Regions from separate parts of the Drosophila melanogaster genome. Here region 2 is linked to region 1. The links are chromatin contacts, called in public Hi-C maps. All regions are on one chromosome and are shown on one strand. Each heading gives the region's core, a stretch centred on a gene start, on an enhancer-like site or on the middle of the called end of the contact. The rest is flanking DNA. Distances are from core to core; before and after follow the strand shown.

Evidence for each region. A called contact is a pair of places that touch in the nucleus more often than the background predicts.
Region 2: a Hi-C map of the Kc167 cell line shows a contact between it and region 1, with 2.0 times the contacts expected there. The contact joins the promoter of Sdr here to the promoter of CG14853 in region 1.

The regions. Positions count from the first base shown.
Region 1 is chr3R:14,606,620-14,614,093 of dm6, reverse strand. It overlaps CG14853, which reads right to left and starts at 4,452. Exons shown (of 7, transcript NM_142119.3): 1 at 3,987-4,452. It overlaps stumps (stumps,), which reads right to left. Exons shown (of 7, transcript NM_001104322.2): 7 at 6,015-7,474. The coding sequence ends at 6,596.
Region 2 is chr3R:14,915,441-14,922,914 of dm6, reverse strand. Sdr (Secreted decoy of InR) reads right to left here and starts at 4,287. Exons shown (of 7, transcript NM_001300402.1): 1 at 3,486-4,287; 2 at 2,870-3,407; 3 at 2,664-2,811; 4 at 2,207-2,602; 5 at 1,927-2,143; 6 at 1,618-1,874; 7 at 1-1,547. The coding sequence starts at 4,037. The coding sequence ends at 1,049.

The sequences.
Region 1 (7,474 bases), core at 3,203-5,702:
TTGGGGGAACTGTTTTGGAAAAAAGCTTTTAAAAGTACTTTGCGACTACTCACCATGTGCCACAATTCTCATGACAGCTTTAGATTTCCTCTTTTACAAAAAACCCTTTACTTTTCCGCTCTTAAGCACTAACTTATTCAGTGGAGCTCAATTAACACGAGTGGAAAAACTAATTTCAAAACAAGTTTTCTTCTGAGTAATTCAACGTTTCGAAACTTCCTAAAGCTGTTATAAACTAAAGTTTCGCTTTTGTCAGTTTCGAGATTTCAAACCAACTAAAGAAACAAGGAAACAGTACTAGAATAGTTAAATTCTGATGGGAAGAGTGTTTATTTTCATATATACTTATTAACGTATTATTTTCCATGCGTTAATATAAAAATTGCGATTATTTTAACCTTCAAAAGCAGACAATTTGGTACGTAATTTATCGACAACTATAAATTATTGTCATTATGCTATCAACAAATTATAGCTTTTATGATAGTTTAATTAGTTTTTCGCAAGCCGCAATTTATGTGATTTTAAGAGCAGTTGCCAATTTGTCGGTATTTTCAATGACGTGGTAAGGAATTGAATAGGAAAACTTTGTCTATGATGAGACCACAAACAGGTGCTGGCTACGTACTCAAATCATTTTCATTTGCATAATTAAAATGTCTGCGGGCAAATTGAATTTCCATCCAAGAGTTGGCCGTACCTGAATTTAAACGGCAACCAACCCCGTTTTGTTTGAGCCAAATCTAGAGTCGGCGAACCGGAAAGTTATGTATGTACGTGAGCCACTTGTGCCACATAGTGAGCGTATGTATGTTGCAAATGCGTCATGGGGTCAGATGGCGGCCACAGTGCAGTAAAATTGCATAAAAAGCCATTGCCGTTACTGCAATTCGGTTGTCCAGTTTGAAAATGCGCCGAATAATTTATAACAAACACTTAAATGGGTTGACTGCGATACCAATCCCCAGCTAGGCCCATACGAATGTTTGCCAAATTGCCGGCCTGTTGGGGCTTATTTGAGCCAAAACAACATGCAATATGTAGTCGAAGTTCCATCGCCTGCCAACAACTAACTAACTGGCCAACCAAAGGAGCTGACACTACCGAATCCAAGGTCCTTGCCATTGGCCAATCACAACACAAGCCGTTAATGAGTTTTCCGCTTAATACATTTTTTAGCCGGCAAATAGTGCAAGCAAACCCATCTGGTCAGGCCAATAAATGCAGAGTAAAAAACTGTATGGGTAAAGCTTGGTATCAGCACATTTGCATACCTTTGCATATACTTTTTAATTATCTTAATAAACCTTCATATTTGATATCTATTTATATTTACAGGCCTTATGTTTAAACAAGGCATATCAAATTATAAATTGCTAATTTTTTGTTTAATACTCCTGTTTAAAGTAACCCTCTTCCAAAAGTATGGTTATTATTTAAAGCTCACGAATGTGCTACTTTAAAAACCTCAAAAACCTGAAGAATAAAGTTTGTTTTTCGTTCTGTGGTGTCGCCTGGCAAAATGTTGTCAATAAAAGGCGAATTTATGATAGAGTATAAATATGCTCATGGGACAGCACAGTCAAACGACTTAGCAAACTGCAATAACAATTCTTTGTAAATATTTTCTTCCTTTGGCTGAAAGCGTCCAGTCCTTGAAAGGACGTGGGCCAAATTGCATGATTATAATGATCGTCCCAAAAACGTTGTTATCGCTATTGCTGCTGTTGCAATTACGTTTGCGGCTCTTTGAGCGGCTGCCAAGCGTTGGCCATTTAACTGTCTTTTTTATTCGTTGCCCAAATATTATGGTAACAGTACCTTATGGTAAAGTACCTTTCCTATGCTTTTGACTGCTAACTACATAGTCATCGCAACTTTTGCTCTTCCAATCAATGTAAAGTGGCTTGTGTAAGCTTTGGTGACCTTTTATGCTTATTTTCTAAGCCCAGCAGAAATTGGCTTTAGAATTTCAAAGGAATCTGAAAATATGAGGAATGGATGTCGAAAAAATTCAATAAACTTTGACTAGTACTCTCATAAAATGACGGTCGATTGAATTGACAACCCATAACATTAAATATGCCAAAACTTTCCAAACTTTCGTAGGAAACTTGTATTAGAAAACTAAAAGTACTTTAATATTCGCCAGGGAAATCTTGTAGATGGCTAAAATTTCAAGTATCTACTTTAATGGAAACAAATACAACCCCATTTCAAGCCACGTCGTTTGGTTGCGAAGCTTCTCTCATATTTTATCGCTCCTTAGGTATTATAATATGGCAAAGAAAAAGTTTCTGTAGACCGAAAAACTTGTCTATAGAAAGTTTAATTTGCTGCCACCCGCCAACAAAACGCCCAAGGACGGACATTTGGGCGGTTCGCTGTGGTCATTGGCTTTGTATGAATTACAATCGATACTTGGCGGATGGGGGATGGTTATCTATTCGTCTGTGTCTAAACCGAATATGGTTTAGATCGCCACCGAAGCGGCAAATAAGCAATTATGCTGTGTGTAACATTTCCCATACGCAGCATAACTTTGAGTGGCAGCCGTACGCGGCGTATGCGCAATATTTTCCAGTTGCCTGTGGCTTTGCCATAACAATGCGGCTTTTCTCTGAAATTGTTCGCATTGTATTGCAAGGGTTTTTGTTTGTCGGTTCTGCATTATACCTAAACAGGAATTTATATATGCGAGCTACACATACACACTCTGTCTTTCAGATGCTTTCTAGCCTCCACTCGGCAGCCTGTCTTGTGCCATTCATTCATTCATTCACTCATACAGTGAGTCTCTTTTTCACCGACTCACGGCGCAAAAGTCACCCAAGTGGTAATTAAAATTATAGCAACAATGCGACGTCTTCTTGGCCAAGAAGATGATGAAGAGGATGAAAAAGCCGCTGGCTGACACAGAAAGCGAAGCCGAAACGCTGTCGTTTGCTAGTGTTTGTACAGGCACACACGCTAACAAGTTGCGGCTGCTTACATATTTGCTAGGAAAAGGACACACAAGACATACACAGCCCAGCTTTGACTTCTTGAAATATTTATGAGTGCCCGCCAACTCGACCCAAAGACGCTGGTGACAAGCCAAGAAGAGCCCGAAACAAAAAACCAGTGAAGTGATTGTCACAAACCCGGAAAATACTATATGCACTAAGTCACCAGTCTGCAGAGTTTGGCGCTTTAAGTGTTGCAAAAATTATTTTTCACTTTTAGACTTTTTGTTTATTGATATTAAACTGCAATATATGCGTTCATCACACTTCAATTTTAAATGTATTTTTCAAAATTAAAGTAATAAGAGAATGCACATATAATGTTCTATATTTTCAATTGGCAATAAAGGGGATATATTTTGTTGTTTCAATTTTGCACTCAACAAAAAAATAACCCCAAGGGTTATCCTTCTTATGGGGCAAAAATAATAGATGCCTATCTATCTATATAATTTTTATCAAATGGCAAGATTTCTACGTACTTAAGCCTATTACTTTTGTAAAACAAGATTAAATTGTTTAAGAAAGTAGTTCTAAAATGTGAATTCTTGTATATTTCTAGACAGTGAAACTGGAAGCTAACTAAGCAACATAAAATAATTAGACAACAACATCGTTCCATTATTTTCGGCCATAGGGCATTTCCTTTTGCCAGCATCTACATTTTACAAATATGTCGCATGAAAACCCAAGGGGTTAAGCTCCGCATTTCGAGGTGAAAATTTACATGGGCCTCGAGATGATCGTTTAGCACATCATTAAAAATGTGTTGCTGTGCAGAAAGTTTCGAGTGCTCAGCACTCTGGGGTGGCAACCGCTCTCGAGTGGCAGAAATAAATAATTAAAATATACAAAAATGCCGACCAGAAGAGCACACAATTCCCGCCAAGGACGAAGGTTAATGCGTGGATTCGTGGCGGTGATGTGGGTTGAAATCTGGCATCAGTTTCACTGGCCTGCTGACAGGGCAACTTCACCTACCTTCAATTATTTACGGTGTGCGGTGTTCCGTCCACCTGCTTAATGCATTTGCAGCCTCTCGGAATTTTCCCAGCTGTGGAAGCAGCAAGTCCCAGGATTAATTAGTACTGAGTCCCAGGACTTTCAGCGAATCAAAGATTCTGCGGCGTGGGTATAATGTAATTAACGTGTGTTTTCCTTGGCTTCTACGCAGTTGAAGCTGCAAAAATGGTTGCAAGTGTTTTCTTTGCATAAACTTACACACACAAAACACGTCCTTCGATTTTGGTTCACTGGTTACGCGCTAACATTCACAATTTTCAGATGCACGATTGTTTTTTATGCAAGTAAACGACAAACAGTATGTTTTACTTTTTAAATAATTTGTTGCAGCGGAAAATGGAAACGTTTTTCTCTGTGGCCAAAGAAAATTTGTTCCGCTTTTTTGCGTCGCAGTTTCGCTTAATTAACAAAGTCGACGACTGAACGAAATGTCCTTTTTATACACACTTGTTCGCTTTTACCTTGCTCAAGTAAAAGCTTTCGGCTCTCTCCCGCTCTCTTTTGCCAGCTTTCTCTCTCTCAACGCGCTTTGCTCTCACTTTTTTGAATACCCTGTATGCAGTGAGGGGTATGATGAAGTACTTTTCAGCTAATTTTTAATGAAATGGTTTTTTGGAGAGTTTTGTTTTCTCAGTAATGACCATACGTTCCTATAAATATATATACTTTAGATAATACATTGTATTTTTCTGTGTTTTAATACAGAATTATACAATGAAACAAGCCACTGATTGTTGCAACCCCATTTTTTATAACTAATTAGTTATTCATTTATTATGTATTAAATTATTTCAAAATTAAATGTTAGCATCTTTGTAAGTTTAATGGTATTTTGAATATTGTAAACCTTTCATATAAAAGCTCTGCTCTTACAAAGCTCTTTCTCTCTCGCTCTCTCTGTAACTCTATCGCTGTGTTACAGCAGAGAAACAAAACAAACAACAGAGCGGAGCGGATACGGAAATGGTGCAGGCCAAAGACTGATGGCCGACTGATTGTGGCCATGTTGTCTGCCCTCCGTCTCTGTGTGTGTGTGTTTTTGTGAAGGTATAGATTTATCAGTGTTAGTGTGGGTGTTCATGCAACGCGAGTGGCAAGCCAGCTGGGAAAAATACTATGCAGAGCGTACGCAACGGGAGCGCAGCGAGAGATTTTTGCGGCCCATTGAGTGTGAATTAAGAGATGCCGGCTTAGTGCGAATCCTTGCTTATACATTTATGGTATTCTTTTTTGTTCCTCAGCTACACTGCATATATGGATCCATGTATGCCCTCGAGTGGCGGATGCTGGAGGCAGCCCGACGAGGATGGATGCTGGGTACTGAGTACTCCTATGAGGTTTCCGCATTTCGCTTTTCAGCATTTTTGTGGCATGCTTTTGGGGGAGGAACAAAATTAAATCTCCCTGGTATTGGTGCAGTAAATATCATTTTTAATCTGAATATTAAATATTGTGATGTGTAATGCAAAGAATGCCATTTTGAACTCTTGAAAAAATGTGCTTGTGCTGTCCTTCAACTACGGTCCTTGCACATTTGCAACAATCAAAAAGGTCAAGGGATGATTGGTGCAATAATTTTTGTTTAAGCAGTGCTCCAAAAACTTCCATTACAATTTCCGACTGTCATAAGCTGAATTAATGCTATTCCTAATTTTTTTTGCAGCTAGCATTAATCCCTAAGCGGCCATTAGATTGTCAGCAGAAAAAAGATCTACAAGCATTTGTGTTATTTAACTCGTTCCACTTTTCCATTTCGCTTTTCTATTTGGGCGAAAGCGCGAAAAACTCATTCCAGTCAGCATAAATGAAAGCTTGCGTTTGTTTCCGAAAAAAGGGAAATTTACGTTGGCAGTTGCAATCCCGTTTTGCGTGTTGCAAGGGATTCCGCACGATTTCCTGTTCGCCACGGACACTTTGCCTCCCACAAGTCCTGCCACACCAAACATCACGTCCTTCGCACGTGCAAATGAAAATAGGTTTGACTTTGCTTATATATAAAAAAATTTATTGCGTTTAACTTTGCGGGTTGAGGAGTCGAGAATGAACGAGTTTTTCATGCTTAGCGGCATGCCAAAGGTGGGTATCTTAGCGCTAAATGGGGTGGGTATTCCTAGAGTTGAATGAATCGCGTTGATATGTCAGCTGCTTGGTTTGTTGGTATCGACTTAGGATCTATACTTAAAGGCTAGCGATATGTTGATTTGGTTGCTTGCAATCGTTTCACAAATGTACAATTAGTCGCTGAAACCGAAGACTACAGAGATAATACAAGTAATCCGAAGTGATCTTGAGACCTCTGATGTTCTAACTGTCCAATTTCCGTTTCAAAAACTTCAAAGGCCCAAGGCACTCTTTCGAATATCTTAAACATATAATTAGAATACCGATAACTAGTTCATACTCATTTTATCCTTTCATTTAGTATGCAATGGATGAGCTTACAGACTAAGCAAATATTAAGGATTTCGATTTCGATCAAAATTCAAATCTCGCATGTAAATCGAACGAATACCAATATATGAAAATCTTTCGAATCTTTCGATTACAATATGTGTCGTTGGGATGGCCTAGCAGTTCATGTAGTTTGGCGTTTCCTCCTCTGCCTTGGAGTCCTTTTCCGGAGCAACGTCACCCACATTCTGGTAGACCTCGGCCTGGACCTCGATGCTGCCCACCTGGGGACATGGTACTGGGATCTGCTTGGGTTTGAAGGAGCTGCATCCGCTGGCGGAGCTGCTCTTGGTTAGCTTGCCGTAGATGATGTTCGATCGCTCGTTCAGCTTAATGGGCTGCAGGGTGACTCCGTTCTGGTTTTGGTAGTGCTGTGTCTCCGCCTGCTCCTTGGCCTCCATGATGGTGTTCAGGTAGTTGCTGCTCTGGGATCCAACCAGTGGCTGGCTGCCGTACACGGGTATGTTCGAGGGGAACATTTGGTAGTGCTCGGATCCCGTGGGACTGGTGGGTGTGTTCAAGCGCTGGCAACTGGACATGGGCGAGGGGAATACAATCTGATGACGCTCATCACCGGGCGTTGAGCTGGGCGTAAAGACGGGTCTCGGTGTCGGTGGCACCATGTAGTTGTCCATCATCCGGCAGTGCGGGAAGCGACGATCCTCGTGATCCGAGTGGGTACCCGAATCTCCCAGCGAGGCACCACTGCAATTGCTGCCGGTGCTTAGTCTGCCGGAGGAGGAACTCGAGCTGGACACACTCTGTAGGCTCAGCGAACTGATGGGACGTCCAGCTCCTGCGCTGGAGCTCACGCCCCCCGCGGACTTGAAGCTACAGCTTGTGGCTATCGATGACTTGGTCTCGTCCAGCAGGCTGTCGTTTCCCCCAGGTGTCTTGGATCGCAAGAAGAACTTCTTGATCCGCTCGAAAGGCGTTTCGCGCTTCAGATGAGACTTCACCTGCTCCTGGATGCGCTCGTACTCGCGTCGCAGCTG
Region 2 (7,474 bases), core at 3,038-5,537, 310 kb before region 1:
CTAAGGTAGTTAAATTGCGCGTCAGTGTCAGCGGCAGAATTGAAATCCTTTTCCTCTGCAGGCACTCTGAGCGTCCTTAGCTTCCCGCATCCCGCTCACCCCTCGCCGCTCATACTTAGTCCTGCGTCAATCACGAACCGCTTTTCCCCATTGAGTGGGACACGTTTTCATGGAACTTTTCCAGCTGCGCCGAAAACTTGGCCACAAACAAGGCGACACATGACACGTACTCGACTTGACTCCACTCCACACCGAAAGCAAAAGCATCGTCTCGACCTAGTCCCTTTCCGCCCAGTTTTCGATGGTGGGGATTAGTTCTAGTTTTTGTCAGTGTTTTAAAGTTTAAAGCTCTTTTGCGGCATATTTGCATATTAAGTGGCATGCGTTGGAAGTTCCAGGCAGCCTGCTGTTGTTAGTTTCGCCTAGGCTTATGCCATGGCCAATCTCGAGAGAAAGGTAACCGCTTTCCGGGCCAAGTTGAGGATCTCAGGAATCACTGCTGTCAGTGAGGGTTTTTCCCTTTGAACGGTTTCTGGCTCTGGCACACATTGCAAGGACGTGCGGCTAAGTCTGATAAGCTGATAAGTCAAATTAGCACTGATGAAAACATTTGCTCGCTTGTCGAGGATTTGTTTGGCATTTACACATTTACAATACATTTGGAGGAACTACAGTCACTTGACTTACAATACTTAGTTGGGCCCATATGACACGGCTTACACATTACATTACATTTTAACAATTGATTCAAGTAAAAAGCATTAAAGCTGTTCAGTCTAATTATAATCAAAGTTAAAAACCGAAAAATATTAAAAAAAAAAATTAATTCCAAATAGTAAAACTACGACATATATAGTCTGGAAAAATAAGAGGTCCAGCGGTCCTTCTATGTCAAGTTTTTTAGAACAATAAATACAGATATAGTAAATGTTAAACACGTTGATTTAGGTTGATATTGCATCAAGTTTTCAACATGCCTATCGTCATATGGGTCTAGCATTTATCACTTGTCAGCGGATACAGAAAGTCTGCGATCGAGGATTCTCTGCTAAACACCCTTGATGAATCGCTCCAGTTGGATGCTTGCAGTCTTGATTACAGCTTCCGCCGGAGTTGAGCATCCGTTGACCACGCCCTCGACGCAAGCCCGTATGGTGATCCGGTAATGGGTTTCCGGCTCCAACTGGGAGAGGCAGTAAAAGTGCTGGGTGCCCGGAAGTTCGTAGCCACTCAAGGGCTCCTCAGCCACGCATTTTTCCTCCACTTGCTGGACCACGGATGCGTGGGAGTTTTGGCACTTGGGCAAGGCATGTCGGATGGTATACTTGTGCTGGTCCAAGTCCTGAAGATCCCGCTGCTTCTTCTCGCTATTCAGGCGATAATTCTCATAGTTAATTGCGGCCAATCTCTCCTTAGCCAATGTTGCATTTGTAGGAGCAGGAGTGGTTGTGGGCGGTCTGGTGGGCTCTTCATCCTTCTTTATGGACAACAGGTGCTCATAGTTAATCACTTTTTCGAACTCCTTTCTGCGATAGTCGTGATTGCGCCTATAGATGGTATAATATTGTATATTATTTCAATTGAAACTTCAAAGAAAACCATATTTTCTTGTCTTACGAAACATAAATGAGATTGGGCAACGCATCCTCGTAGGTGATTTGCTCTTTGTTGTAGTAATCCTCGTCATCTGGCTGAGGACCTGAATAGTAGGGCAGTACACCAGCGCACTCACAATCGATGTCTTTAGCATTTTCCAACTCAACATTCACATAATTTTTGTCCTTTGCTTCCTTGGTAGCATTGTACTTTTCGGCGGTCACAAAATAATTTTTAATGACTCCATTTGGACGCCTCGGTGGCCACCAGTGAAGAAGCTGGAAATGAACAAGTTTTTAAGCTGAGAGATATATTTTGAAAAGTACTTACAATCTGGGAACTGATTTCCGAACTGCCATATATTCGGAGCACAGGACTTGGCCTATCCGGTAGCGTCTGGAAGTAGCCGATTTTTGAGTAGGCATCTATCTGAATATGATATTCGGTTCTGGTGAGGGTCTTCACGAAATACGCATACTGTGTGTAGGGCTTCAGACCGCTTATCACATGACGTCGACTCTGGTTGGGCACAACGTCCATCAGCCAGCTGGAAAATTATAAACAGAATCACTGTAGGTAAACTTGGTGAGGGCGAGGAGTCCACACCCACTTGTCATGACCGCAACCATGCCGACCATCGTACATAGTCACGTTTTGCACCGGGGCTTCCTTGTAGTGATACGAATATCCTATTAGCGTTTCCATACCCTCCCAGTCCATGTAGTCCAGGATGATGCGTACCGCAGTGGAATTTAGGTCCTCCACTTTGGGATTGAGGGAGCGCACCGCGTCGCCACAAATCACGCGTTCGCCGTTCGAATTGGGGGATACATCTGCCACGGATATATTCTCTCCGCTTTTCAGGGAGCCCTGTAGCTGATGGATTTTCTCGTAGCACAGGCGGGGATTCAGGTGAAAGAATAGTGTACCGCGCTGAATGATCACCAGGTGATTGGGTGGCCAAATGTGCTCCAAATGGTAGTTATTCACTACATACAGGGCGTATCTGAAAATGAGATAAATAATATTATTAGAATTTCAATACAATCCTTGCCTCTCAAACTAACTTGTTTTCCACCAGCTTATCCCCTCTTATGGCATCCAAATTCTGAAGAAATGTGAGCGACATCAGCTGTGCAGAGTGTATGACCTTCAGATACCCAGTGATCTCTTTAACACTGGCCAACGCATTTTCCAAGGCATCTACAATTTTTTCTGGAAAATGTATTATGTAAGTAAATTATACAGATATCATATATGATATGAAACACACCTTTAATATTGGTGAGTTCGATGGTAAGTGAACCATTGATCGTCACACAGTCTTGTAAAACTTCCAGGTCGGCAGCACTCTTCACGTGAAAATCGCCGTTGCACTCCACCTGGCAGTGGATGATGCCCTTGGCGACCAAAATCTCTTTCTGGTTTCCCGGACACTTTTTCACACACTGATAGCCGCGTATCAGGGGAATCCTTCCCAATTCCCGGCACTCCCTGTGACCGATGCACCTCCTCTTGTTTAATTCATAGCTGGCGACACACTGATTGACACATCCCATTCTTCCCTGGTAGTTTGCACAAAGGGAGCAGTTTTGGGAATAGCAACCAGTTACACAGTTGTGATCACAACATTTGCCCGCACTATCACATCCGTTTAGGCCACATGCAATGGGGCAGTCCTTAAGTCTGGGCGGTTGGGGGCGAAGTTGTGTCGTATTCACGTTCCAGCAGCGCTCCGAGGAGTTCCGGATGAACTCGAAGTCCGCTGACAGGCTACCACACAAAGGGCACTGACTTTGCGGTCTGTTGTGCTATGGTTAATAAAAAAGTTATTTATCCAATATTTGCTTAATATCAAGGAACATATGCCCAAGTATATCTTCACTCACTTTAAGGGAAAAGTGCTGCCGAGTGGCATTGCCCATTAGATATATCCAATCGACGGTTTCCACGAAGCACAGCAAGGGATTCGATTCGACGCGAATGAATCCGCTCTGGATGCGCAATAACTCCACCAGGCCGAGCTCCCTGAGATTGCGATTCTCGTAGACCACCAGGGAGTACTGATCAAAGAGGAGCTCCTGCCCACGAATGATACGCAGCCGTGGGAATATCGACTGCAGGCTGATCAGACCCGTGCAGCGATACACCATTAGGTAGTCACTGATCTCGGTCACATTGCTGGCCAGCGAATCCAGGCTGTAGTTGCCGGATACATCCGTCAGATCCACATAGGCCAGTCGAACGTGACCCACCACATGAGTACAGTTCTGCAGTTTCCGCAGGTCCGCAATCTTATTTATCTCCAACGATCCGCAGGCGGTTTGATCATCGGAACTGGCCAAAACCGGCGATGAGGCGCCCAAAAACAGCAGTATCAACGGAACTGCGATCGAGATGGGGATCGGAAGGGGGTTGGGAACGGGGTGCAGATGCCCCATGCTGCCACCTGACACTTCCAATTGAGAGCACTTGACCCGGGCGTTAAGGGGGCTTCCAATGGATCAATTAGCGCGCCCGCTTGAATGTCAATGTCGTTTTTCTCGCACGATCGATCGGTTGAACTATATATTTTTTTAAATATTTTTTCCGCTTTTGAAGAGAGCTGCGTTCGCGGCAACGATTCGATTTGGACTGATGGCATTCGATTCGAACAGCGTTCTGTGCTTTCGATCTCTTTAATTAGCCTCTTCTTTCGGCATTCACTTTGTTTTGTTTTGTTTGGTTTTGTTTCACACTGTTATTTCTTTTTTATGCGCTCGTCTTCGTTCTCTAAACCCTTCGGCTACACCAGCGGAAAATCGTGTAGTGTTCATAAAACTATTCAAATTTGTCGACATTTATAAGAACCTAAAAATGTATGCAAAGCGAACATATTTAGTAACCTTTTTCTTAAGCAAAATATCTTTTAAGCAGATTTCCAAAATTATTACAATAATAAAATATTTAGCATATTGTTTGATAGAGCCAATTCTAATATAAATATCTAAATATCTTCAAAAACCAGAACTATTTTTTCGACTCGGTGTATAAAAACTGCTCAAGAATGAAAATCAAAGGTGGTGGCTGTTGTGAGAGAAGAAGACTGATGATTCGATGGGGAGCAGTCTGGTAATATTTACGTTAATGAAAGTAAACATTTCGTAAAACAATATCGTAAAATAATATACTTGCCGGTCTTGCTATTTGTTTGTTTCTAGTTTTCTCAATCAAATTTAAACCCCCTAATGCCCTTTTGCAGTCAATTAAAAAAGTGATATACGAAACTTAAAATTAAGATTAAGAGTACCATGATAATTCGTATGATCTTTTACGGTTTTTGATAGATCGATTTGTGGAGCTACAAATGAAATTCAAAAACTGGAAACCCTTTTTGAAATTCTTGGCACGCCACTGTTTCATTTTGTTGGGGAGCGATTATTTTACGCATCTGTTACCTTTCACGTTTTTCTCATTGTCGTTTCCTTGTTGCCGTCAGCCGAAAAACACTTGTTACTTCTGCAACCGCCACAGCCCCTTGCCACGCCCCCACTCCCCATGTGACCTTGCAACCATTTGCAAACCGGTTGGATCCTCTTCCCCCTTCCTCCTTAGCTACCTTCCCCTTAGCCACCTACCGGCGTTCTTTACCTTTTTCCCCAGAGTGCATGTCTTTGCCTTTTGTTTTTGCATTTGCGCAGAAATTAAATTGCACCGGCGAACAATTCAATTAGAGTGAATGCAAAAAAACAGTGAAAATAAGAGCGAAAATGGTGGGAGGGGGTGAACCAAAGCTCCAATCCAATTGGTAGAGTAGTGAGCATTGAACAACGCGCAATTGGCAGTTCATTAAGGTGCAAGTAACGCTCAATGGAATCGGAAAAAGAATTTTCTAAATTTAGTCAGATGCCAATTGAATACGCAGCTTGAATGATTGTTCAATAACAAAAAAATAGATAATATATTTATGTGTTAAATACAATAGCAATAGAAATCTATAAATAATTTGCGCAAAATTGTGCCCCGTTGTTTTAGATATTTTAATGGGCAAACCACATAAAAACGCACGAAATAATTTCAAATTTTCACTTTGTTATTATAGGGTATATCTTTAGTGTAGTACTTTGAATATATCATTACATATGTAACAGCGGATAAAATCTGCCTAATTCACCCCAGGATAATTATTTAGTTATTATATCTATTCCAAAAATTATTTTAAACATAATAATTTATGTTACCGTCGCGATAATCCATTCAAAATTAGTTAATAATTGATAAAACCATCATCAATGGTCAATATAGGCAGTAATTTATTATTATTATTTATCATAAAACGTTATTTTTAGCTTTAAATATGCTTAAAGCCAACTTCTATTTCTAAAAACAAAACTGCCATAAACTGTATCTTTTTTTAACGAGTGCAAAATGCACAAATTCACGCAAAATCACCAGCTGCACCCACATAAAAAATCGCAGTAAACGTGTGAAAAAACCACACAGGCATAACTATCAATGATTTTTTCGTTAGCTGATGTGCTCTTTTTCTCCGTTTTCCCGCCACCCGCCTGTGAATCAATTTTCGCAGTAATTTGCAGAGCCTGCGCTGATGTGAAACGCGCGGAATTTAATGCAGCATCCTTTCCGGCGGCACGTCAAACTATGAGCATCCCCACCAGCGCCCACTACCACCCCTCACCACGGAAGCCCCCATAACCAGGGGCGCCAATTATTGAATATGCCAGCAGCACACAGGCGCCGTTTGAAAGGGGCAACCAAAGGGGCAGCGGGAACTGACAACAGCCCTCCAGCGATGATGAAGTAGCTAGCTAGTATTTAATAAAAATGCTCTACAACTGCGAAACCATTTTATTTTGTAGTGAATATGTTTTCATAATTATTCCAATAATAAAATGAAAGTTTTCTTAAGCCAGCAGGAAATTAGAATGGCTTTTTTGAGCAGAGCACCATCTCTGACTCACTTAATTCGCACGGGAGTTGCAAGATGGCAATGATGCGGTGGACTCCAGTCACCAGAGTATCCGAGGCGGCAAACACGTAACACCATTTTGCGGCGCGTGATGGGAATCGCTAGCGAGGACGTGTGCATATGCCTACCCGGGAAAAGCGGGAAAAGCTGAGAAAATCGGGAATACAGTGGGAAGAGTCAAGGGATGGGAGAGTGGAAACGGGAAAACTTGGACATAAGTCAACCCGTGAGTAGGCGGCCCACGCACGTCCCTGCATTTAAGTGCCAAATTAGGAGGAGGCCTTGGGCGGCTTGCACATGGCTGTTGGCCATAAATCAAGCGGTCGATGCAATTTATGGCCCTGCCAATTCAATGAGCTACTGCCTGCCTGCCTGCTGTCTCATCATGACCCATTACCATTATGATTGCTGTTATTACGAACTCTACAGCTCGAGCCGGAGAATTAATTAAGTTTGCTGAAAAATGCAATCCGGCAAATAGACAATGGCAGCAGCTGTTCCATCAGCCTTTCTTCCCGGGATTCTCGAGTCCTTTCCGCTCAGTTGGAGCACTTGCATCCTGATTGATGTGGCACCTCGCAGCAGCTGACAGGATATTCAACCCGGCTGGCTGATGCAATTGGACACATGACACAGCAATCTGCTTGAAAACTACACTAAGACGTCCAAGAAGTTGGCCAAAACAGACCACACAGCAAGTGCACTGGAGTTTCCCTTTACCTTTGGGATAACGAACAATAAAAACATTCGAGTGCAAACAATGTTACTTCATAAGTAGTCATCAAAAATTACATAATCCATTTAAGAGGCGAGCAAGTATAAAACACACAAACTGAAATCCATTTTTAATTTGGTAAAACTATTACTTTACTTTCTTTGCCACACTTCATAAAATTGCAATGCTCTTCA